Regions from separate parts of the Danio rerio genome. Here region 2 is linked to region 1. A link is a contact called in public HiChIP or PLAC-seq data. All regions are on one chromosome and are shown on one strand. Each heading gives the region's core, a stretch centred on a gene start, on an enhancer-like site or on the middle of the called end of the contact. The rest is flanking DNA. Distances are from core to core; before and after follow the strand shown.

Evidence for each region. HiChIP or PLAC-seq counts read pairs in DNA pulled down with a chosen protein or histone mark.
Region 2: a contact with region 1 is called in an H3K4me3 HiChIP or PLAC-seq map of gastrula embryo, with 4 times the contacts expected there. The contact joins the promoter of cdk5 here to the promoter of cavin4b in region 1. A contact is called at or near these places in 2 of 4 datasets of contacts at active chromatin or transcription factors (embryo and gastrula embryo).

The regions. Positions count from the first base shown.
Region 1 is chr24:37,882,006-37,886,997 of GRCz12tu, reverse strand. cavin4b (caveolae associated protein 4b) reads left to right here and starts at 1,867. Exons shown (of 2, transcript NM_001008579.1): 1 at 1,867-2,404. The coding sequence starts at 2,039. All of the region lies in intron 13 of agap3 (ArfGAP with GTPase domain, ankyrin repeat and PH domain 3), which reads left to right.
Region 2 is chr24:37,959,852-37,964,762 of GRCz12tu, reverse strand. It overlaps cdk5 (cyclin dependent kinase 5), which reads left to right and starts at 2,099. Exons shown (of 12, transcript NM_131719.2): 1 at 2,099-2,274. The coding sequence starts at 2,238. All of the region lies in intron 13 of agap3 (ArfGAP with GTPase domain, ankyrin repeat and PH domain 3), which reads left to right. It overlaps abcb8 (ATP-binding cassette, sub-family B (MDR/TAP), member 8), which reads left to right. Exons shown (of 16, transcript NM_001017544.1): 16 at 570-1,001. The coding sequence ends at 653.

The DNA.
Region 1 (4,992 bases), core at 618-3,117:
AGCCGAGCCCAAACGCTTCCAGTGAACAGTGTCTTTCAAAATCACCATGTTTAAGGTCTCATTTCTTTAAAAATCAGTGATCTTCACTGCCTGATTGATATACGATATGAAATAGGTTGCATTAATTTCATTTTTTATGCCATTTCTCAATCTTAAATATTAAAATGTATTATACCCCAGTATTTGCTGCTGCTTCTGACAGCGCTTGTGTCTACATTGATCTCATTTTACGCTTAAACAATTAAATGAATGCTTAAGTCTATGTAACTTATTGTATTTTAATTTTATTACAACATCGATGTTGTAAAAGGAACCTTATGAAATTGAAAATAGTCATAAACCTTTCATCAGATGTTTATCATTGGCTGAAAAACACTAGGTGTGCATATAGTGCATTGACCAAGATTTGAGGAACATCATATGCAGCGTTCTAATTCACATATTATCCTTCCTAAATAGTAAATAGAATTAGTATGTTCCAAATCAGTCAGTGGTGTAAAGTAACTAATTACAAATACTCAAACTACTGTAATTGAGTAGATATTCTCAGGAATTGTAACTTATTAAGTCATTTTAAAAATGTGTACTTTCACTTCTTGAGTACATTGTTAGTGCAGAATCCGGCCACACACGGTTAAAAAATGTAAACATACCACAAACATGGCGAAGGCGTACAACCAAAGGTATGTGGCAAATATTTGGTAAAGATGCTAGAATGACTGTTAAGATCTTTCTGGAATATATTGAATTAATATTTTCAATGTTATATTTAATCTGCAACAGGGTACGAATTATACATTGCTGGATGGAGGGGGGGTACAGTAACGTCTGATTAGCTCTTTCAGAGGTTACTTCAGATTATATATTATTTTATATTACTTAATATTATTATTATATTATTGTAGAACTACAAAAAAGGTGTCTAATTTGACTTTACTTTTGGGCTATATCTACATACAAACATAAAACATATTTTACTTGAAGAGTGTTTTTACGATGGTGTATATCAGACCGTTGAATTAGTATTTTTTTCTCACATACTCTGAATTTGTATTCACAATGGTATGAACCGCTATAGGGGTGGTAAAAGGTATATTTATATTATCTATTATTTTTATTATTAACATTATTATTTAAAATACAAATCAGTTAAAACAATATCTTGCTTTGTTGAGAGCTGACCCCCCCATGCATCTGGTTTTGACGTCTTTCAGGGGGGATCAAGAGTTAATTAGGGGGGGTCAATCCCCCGTAAACCCCCCTGTAATTCGCACCCTGCTTATAAAGACATGTTTAGTCAATAACTTCTGAATGCATACTTATGCAGAGATTTCTCCGATTGAAAAACTTTTGAATAGAATAATATGCTGCTGCATCTTCAATATTGTAGAAAATTAAATATGAAAGAAATGTGAACGATGTGTCGAGATGATTGACCGGGCTCATAACTAAGCAACAAAATGGTCCATTAATAAGGAAGTAGTACATCCCAAAGCTTGCATACATTGCATACACTCTTTTTTTTTTTAAAAGCATACTTTCAGAATAAATTGGAACACAGCAATACTATTATTTCCCCTACTGTTGTTAATAAAATAAGCTTTTCTTCGAGGAAACAGCTCTTTGTAATGAAATAAAGTGGTTGAAGGGGGTTTCCATTATCTCAGCTGCACACGCATCTTCTAAAAATGACAGGGTGTCACCTTACTGTGGGTATTTATACACTGAATACGCAGTGAGTTGGTGTGGTGCCCTCTTCCAACCCCTCTGCCCTTATTTCCAGTCGTTCCCTCTGTGTCTGGCCTTTGAACCTTGCGTTCCCGATAAACAGCAAGGGTGGAGCTTCTATATTCTCCAAAACGTCCATGAAGCTCCTGTCAGAGGGTGAGTCTGTCCTATCCGAGCATCTCCCAGGGCCCACCACGGCCCCACAATCCAACGTCCCACCCCAACACCCCTAAAGAGAAACCCACCGAAGCAGGACCTAAGGATTTTGGCAGTTCTGGTCTAGGGTCCTCATCGGTTTTCAAGGACAAGCATGGCTGATAAACTGGGACTGGCAGGTGTGGCGGACGAGCCCAGCGCCATGAACATCTTCTCTCTGCTGGAGAGGGTGTCCGGGATCATAGACAATGTTCAGGCCTGCCAGCAGCGGATGGAGGAGAGGCAGCTGGAGCTGGAGAACACCGTCAAGACCATCCAAGCAGATGTAGTCAAGCTGACGAAGGAGCACACGGCGACCAGTGGCACCGTGGAGAAACTTCTGGAGAAAACACGCAAGGTCAGCTGCCACATCAAGGACGTCCGCGTGCGGGTGGAGAAGCAGAACGTTCGAGTCAAGAAGGTGGAGGAAACCCAAGTCGAGCTGCTGAATAAGAACAAGTTCCGTGTCGTCATCTACCAGGTAAATAATGACAATCACTTCAATTTTAGTGGAATATGAGTGTTTCTGGACTTGGTTATTCTGGGTTCCAATTAAAGGTTGGATCTCTGAATGAGGCCTAAATGTGTGGTGACATTTTGGAGGCAAACAAGCTCACTTAGTGAGCACAGAAGCCAAACCAAGCAGCTCTCTGCTGGTCAATACTGTAAAACAAGCTGAAAACAAGTCAGCTCTGAATATGCAACTGGATTTCCATTGGAATGACTCAATTAAACTTGGTCAAGAATTGGTAAATGTGATTGCACCTTAATTCTTTGAAACACATAAGTATATACCTTTAATTACTTTTAACTTGAGCAAAATGAGTCATCAAATATAGACTCGGGACGCAAAGTTTTGCATGATCCGAGACAAATCACGATACACTAGAAGGTCACGTGGCCAGCTGCCAAAAGCAATACAGCAGGAATGTTCTGCCAGTCCCCGCTGAGAATAGAGGATTAGGTTGGCGGCCATTTTATCTGATATGTGGCAGGATGTCTGGCGTAATACGCAGATAAAGTGCGTAATGTGATCCATGAGGGAGTAAAAACGAATTAATATTCACTTTTTAGAGTTTCGAGAACGGACTATGAAGGGTTGCTGTTGTTTTAAATGAGGCTAGATGGAAGAAATGCGATTAGGATTGAGTGCAGAAAATTATGAAATCATCCAGGAATGTTGCTAAATCTGGTTATGCTGCGTCTTGATTCAATCTTTGGGTATTTTGAAGGTCCAGTGTAATTGTAAAGCAGATCAATGGACATTAAAACACCAATCAAATAAGATGTTACTTTGTTTCTCTACTTTTATAGACTGAATCTGTATAAATGCAACCATTATGAGAGGAAAAACTACATTAAAATATGTCAGCTACTGGTCTACATCATTATAGGAAAAGTGTATTTCATTTCCCATATAGGAGTGTTTTCTTTAAGGCATTGGAGCAATCAGTGTAGGCGTATTAGTGTTTTCTTTTTTTGAAACAATCACAGTTTTAATGAGTGCCCATGGGTTTGATCATCTCTTGAACCGAGCAGAACAGCTGACAGATTTGTTCAGGGTTATTCTGAGAGCTGCACTGAAGCTTCATGTCCTAATATAGTGTTATCGTGTCCGACAGAGCGATGGTTAAAAAAGCTGCAGACAGAGTCTTTAATCAGCAATCGAACAGCGGCAGTTTGTTAGCGATAGACTTGTTTTATATATAAAAAAGTTGTTCAGAAGCGGGGACATGGAAAGAGTGGTTCAACCTTAACTGGCTTCAGTCCATGAATGCTGGTGATAGATGTAATTTGATTAACTTATTTTGCTTCATAGTGATTAAACACTGGCCTATGATAGGTGAATGATATGGATGTGTTATGCAATGGCACACTAGTACTTCTTTATGTAAATCTTTATAAAAAAAATATTCTAAAATAAAGCCTGTAAATCGATTAACTGAAGTTAATTGTAAGCCACTGATCGATAACTCTTTATTTCTGCTATTTTTAAGCTCTAGGTGTGTGGGATATTGACCAAAAAAAAAAAAAAAAGAAGTTGTGTTTTTGTTGGTTACTTTGGCTGGTTTAGGCCTGTCATGAATAAATTAGACACTTGGTTGAACCATTCTAATGGTTGTCTTTATTTATAGATCATTATATTTAAATTAATTTGTCAAATAATTTATTTAAAAAGTAGTTTGAAAATACCTTCATTGGCAAAATATAAAACTGGTAAAACGGAACTTTTTGTACTTGCAATGTTGTGTAGAATCAATATCACATTTGTGATCATGGTTGTGTCAACATGATCTCACGGCAATTCGTAACTTTTTAATTTAGTGGCTAATTCATATGAACTCTTACGATCTCATTCATACAATTTAGTACGATTTTCTAATCCACCAATGACGACTGGGTTTAGGGGTGGGGTTGGATGCCATGCCAACTTTTTAAAATCGTACTAAACTCAAACTCATACGAATTAGCCACTAAACTGACAAAACATAAAATAGTTACGTTTCTTCGTGAGATCAGGCTGGGTTGTGCGCAAACATTCAGGAACTATTTCATGTCTTATAAAATCATACAGTGATATTTATTTTATTTTCTGCTAAATGAGCGATATACCAAATAATTAAAAACAAAATATGATAGGCAACAAATATCCCACATACCAATTAATGCTTAGTTGTCTTTCTACATTTAATAGGTAGGTAAGCTTGTTAAAATGTGTTCTAAAATACTATTTTCTAATTGGACAGCCATGGTATTTAGTATGTAGTCTCTCGTAACACTTCACAAACTCATGCTCAGTAACTGCCAATAACACATATCTCAAATATCTATTGAAAAAGACGTCAAAAGACTTCAATACTGATGTTTCAGAAATGTTATTGCCATCTTATTTCTTGATTTGATTAACACATTTCAATGGACTACATTTTTCCAACATAAGATGTAAGAGTGTTCATGACAGATTCCAAGTTCCAAAATGCATTCAAGTCCTTGTAGAACTTGTAACTAAAAACTTTTGTAAACCCAAATTTTTACGAAAGCATGTGACTGTTTATTTTTTATTTTTGC
Region 2 (4,911 bases), core at 850-3,349, 78 kb before region 1:
ACAGTATTAGCTATAATGTTTTTTTTTTTCTGGAGAAAGTCTTATTTGTTTTATTTTGGCTAGAATAAATGCAGTTTTTATTATTTTTAAAAATCATTTTAAGATATGATTTTATTATTAGCCCCCTTAAGCAGTTTTTTTCTCGATAGTCTACAGAACAAAGCATCGTTATACAATGACTTACCTAATTACCCTAAATTGCCTAATTAAACCATTTAACCTTGTTAAGCCTTCAAATGTCACATTAAGCTGAATACTTTGCGTTTGTAACCTGTTTTTCAAAAAGCACTACTATAAAATAGTCAGCTTTTTCTGTGGTGATTTGCATTGGTTTGCATTGTGAGCTTCTGAGCATGTCCGAAAACATGGTGGAACAATTTTGGAGTCAGTATAATTTTTTTAATGTTTTAAAATAAGCTAATTACACAGTAAAATAGAGGTAAAAAAAATTGTGAAATGTTATTGCAATATAAAATATCAGTTTTCTAATTTGAAAGTAGTTTAAATTTAATTTATTTCTGTGATTTTTAAAGCTGAATTTTTAATTTATTGTTTTTGTGTTTTTAAAGGCTGGAACACATCTGGAATTACTGAGCAAAGGAGGATTGTATGCAGAACTCATAAAGAGACAACGATCTAATGGACATAAATAAAATACTGTACTTAGTATATGTCACTACAAGTTATTTTGAACACAGAAATTCATTTGGTGCTCTGTCATATTGTAGCATATTGAATTTTTTTTAAAAGAAAGTTCTGTGTGTTTAGTTTTATCATCATTGTAAAATCAGTGTTGGTAAACAGTTTTTAAATAGTGTTTTTATTTCCCTAAACTCCAGACTGAAAGTATTTGAACCTTTTCTTTTTTAAATGAAAAGATTTTAGTGAGATGAAATGTACATTTTATTTTGAAAAATGTATCTGTTAATATCATTGTGTTGATAATCTTGTTTTCCTTGAAAATTAAGGTATAATAAAATTAAATATATTCTTCTGCATTCACATTGGTTACCATTTCCATTTTTAAATTACACACAAGTAATTAGAGATATTAAATATTTTATTTAGAATGCTTTTTTTAATTACTGTTGATATTGTTATACTAACGTGTTTAATTATTTAAATTAAATTAACAATAAAGAAGAGCATAGATTTGATCAGCTTTAGCATCGATTTTTACTAATTAACATTTCTCTTTTTTTTTTGTTATTTAGAGGTTTAGATTTAAATATTTTAATACTGAAGTATTTACTTATTTAATTTATTGTAGCATTGAGTAAGAGCATAGGTTAGATACGTTTTATTAGCATATATTCTTTTACTAATTGACATTTCTTCCTAAATTTTTTTGTCTAGTTTTTCGAAATATTATACATTTTTAGACAACAGAATACCACCATTTTAACAATGTTAGATCTTATGCGACACAGTGTTGTAAACGCGCTAGTAAATGTCAAAAATGTTGACACTTTATTGTAACATTTGTTTTAAGAGACATGATTATGAAAATAACATCATGATAAAAGATAAAAATTAATTTGGGTGTTATCGGAAAGTAAAAAGAACATTTTAAAGGAGTTAATACTTCGACCAGAAGTATTTGCACACAGACTTTTATTTCCAGCCAGCCAGCCCCAGGGCTTCCAGTGAGCTGTCTTTCCATTATAACTATCGCCACGTTTTTTATCTGATTTCTTTAAAAATCTTTTTTTTTTTACTGCCTGGTTGAGATAAAAAGTGGGTCTCAGACCAGACAAGAAGCACTGAATCAATTCAATTTTCCTCTGCCATGTCTTTTAAATAAAACTGTTTATTTTACCTCAGTATTTTTCAATTGAGTTTCAGCGCTCACCTGCTAATCCTGATTGTGCTAGCGGTTATATAGTCTTATCTTGTTTTACACTTGAACAACTAAATGAAAGCTTAAGTCTATTTAACTGAATGTATTTTAATGACATTGCAACATATATGCTGTAAAAGGAACCGTATGGCATTAAAAATAGTCATATAAAGCTTTCACCGGAAGTTTATGATTGGCTGCAGCTAAACCCGATCTGGTACTTTTATTTTGAAGCGCGTCTCAGCGGGTCGCCATCTTGTAGCTCTGCTCTCTTCATGTTGCGTACTACGCCCCTTGTTGATAAAAAACGACATTAATCAGCGGTACAATTAAACCCCTGCTTATTAATTCGTAGAAAAAACGAGCAGCCAGGACGTTTTAATAACTGGCTGAAACCATGCAAAAGTATGAGAAGCTGGAGAAGATAGGAGAGGGTGAGTAAAGCACTGTCTGGCCTGAATGTCTGAAGCTAACGATAAATTGGAGATTTATTTATACACCACTAACAATAACGAAGGTTTGTTGTCATAAGACGTCAACCGTCTGTCAATCTGCAAAGCATTTGTGCCTTTATGTGCTTGTGTACTGAAGCCTAAAAGTCTTAATCTGTGGAGATCGAGCTCATTTTGATGCAGCTGGCTTTGAATCGGATAAATCAGCACACCTTTCACACCTGCTAAATGACATTATCGCTGTTATTGAGAGAAATAGAGCTGGTAAAGTGATGATTTGTTATCCCGTTGATTGATATTTCATTTTAGCAACATTAACAGGGTTTTCTTTGATCCAGCAAATGCTGGTAGCCATGATGAAACGTAAAGTGTGTTTTCCTCTAGGGGGCGCGCGAGGGCTTAAAATAGGCTTTTCTCCTTTTGAGTTGTATTTACATCATAAAACAATATTTAGATTTTTTTTGTGAAGAGTCCTGTAATGAAAAGTTACCAATAGAAATATATGAATAAATATGGGTCAAATATTTCAATTAAATAAAACCAACCATTCAATCATATACGACAGTGATTGGTCTGCACTGATATTTGATGAGAAGGGTAATATATACCACGTGGTTCAAAAGGTTAAAAGTTACAATTATTTTAATAATTCTTTATAATAATTTCTACACAATTTAAATGACAGTTTTTATCAGGTTGCGAATCACAGGGAAGTTTGGGGAGATAGACCCCCCTAATTGACCACTGAAGAAGGTCAAAACAAGATGTATAGGGGGATCAGTTCTTTAACACTGAGAAATATTTCACTCTAATCTGTATTTTAAATAATAATGTTAATAATTAAAATAATAGATAATATAAATATAGATTTGACCACCCCTATAATGGTTCAAACCATTGTTAATGCATAATTGCGCCAATCAATTGCATCTATTTAAGAAGAAAGTCTTAAAGCGGCAGATCTAGAGCACCAATAGACATCATGTTCACCACACTTTGTTTTCTCATAAAAAAGATGTTGTATCTATATTTAGCCTGAAAATAAAATCAAATTCGATGCATTGTTTGTAGTTTAACCTTCAGTAACATCTGAAACAGCTAATCAGAGAATACTGTCGATCAGAATACACTAAATATCCCTCAAAACGCTGAAAGCTTAAATGCATTTTATCAATAAGCTAGATGTAATTAAAAATATTTTTTATTTATGTATTTGACATGGACATCACAATTACACTGGACAACCAAATGCATTTGTTTAAGTGTTTTAGCAAACTTGCTAATTCTCAACACCTGTCCACAGGAGGCTTAAAATTGACAAAATAGAAATATAATAAAACATACATAACATTACATTTCTTTACATAAAATTACTGCAGGAAAAAGCAAAGGCGACATGATCCAACTAACTAACGATAGACTATTTGTGCAAACACTGCTGTTTTGTTTTTATCCACTTTTTAAGAGCACTACTAAAAATATTTAGATTACTTTCTGCTTTAAAACTAACCGGTAAATCATAATATATTAACATTATTATTATTAGCATACATAAATTACTGAAGCGTGTATTACACAAACTAACAACTGACAAGCAGTTGAGCCTCCTGGTCGTCAATGTATAATTTGCACAGTTCTTTATCCCCCTAAACCACGCATTTGTTTTATTTTTATTTAACAGTTGTTCTGCGATAAATGTAAAATATGGTGATTATTATGATCATATATTTGTCATCTATATACATATTAGAAGGACATTTTTAATTTTGTAGAGAGTTGTGTGATAAAAAGTTACTAATAGAATTATATGAGTTAATATGGGTCACATTCAATCGAATAATACTAACCAATCAATCATAAAACGACAGTGATTGGTCTGCACTGATATTTGATGAAAGGGGTAACATACCATGTGGTTCACAAGGTTGAAAGTTACAATTATTTTTATAATTCTTTAGCATAATTTCTACTCAATTTAAATGAGTTTTTATCAGTGTGCAAATTACAGGAGAGTTTGGGGCGTTTGATGTGATTGGTAACGTGTACCGCCATTATTTAGTTTTTTTTTTACATAATTAACATCAAATTGAAATGGCAGTACAGGGTTCAACGCTATAGATTTTTTCTACAGGTCCGATCGGGCCAGTGGTTCAGATTTTTACTTGCCCTGGCAAAATTTTCACTGGCCCCACCAAAAAAAGGGAAGTTAATAGCTATTTTTTGCCACGTTTTAAATAATGTGTCAAAAAAAAAGTCTGTGAATCTACAATTTTAATACTTAAAATAAATTGTAAATAAAAGTGTTATGCAAACAAAAAGAGCAGTACAGAAAATGTTAACAAAAGGTGGCCGACTTGTCAAACTGGCGGCAAACTGTGCAAAACATCACTTCATTTTTATTTTGTCGTGTTCGTCACACGTAAATGTCTACTTCCAAGACTTTAGAAACAGACATTTTCTTTTAGCCTTATAATTTGATGTTGCCGCCATGTTGCCGTTTCTTCGCTGTACTGGTTTTTAACAGGTTACAGAAACAAAATATCATGGTCAATCAGATAAGAGGAACCGGAAAGCAATATGGTGTTTATGACATCACAGAGAAGGTAGTGTTTAAAAACC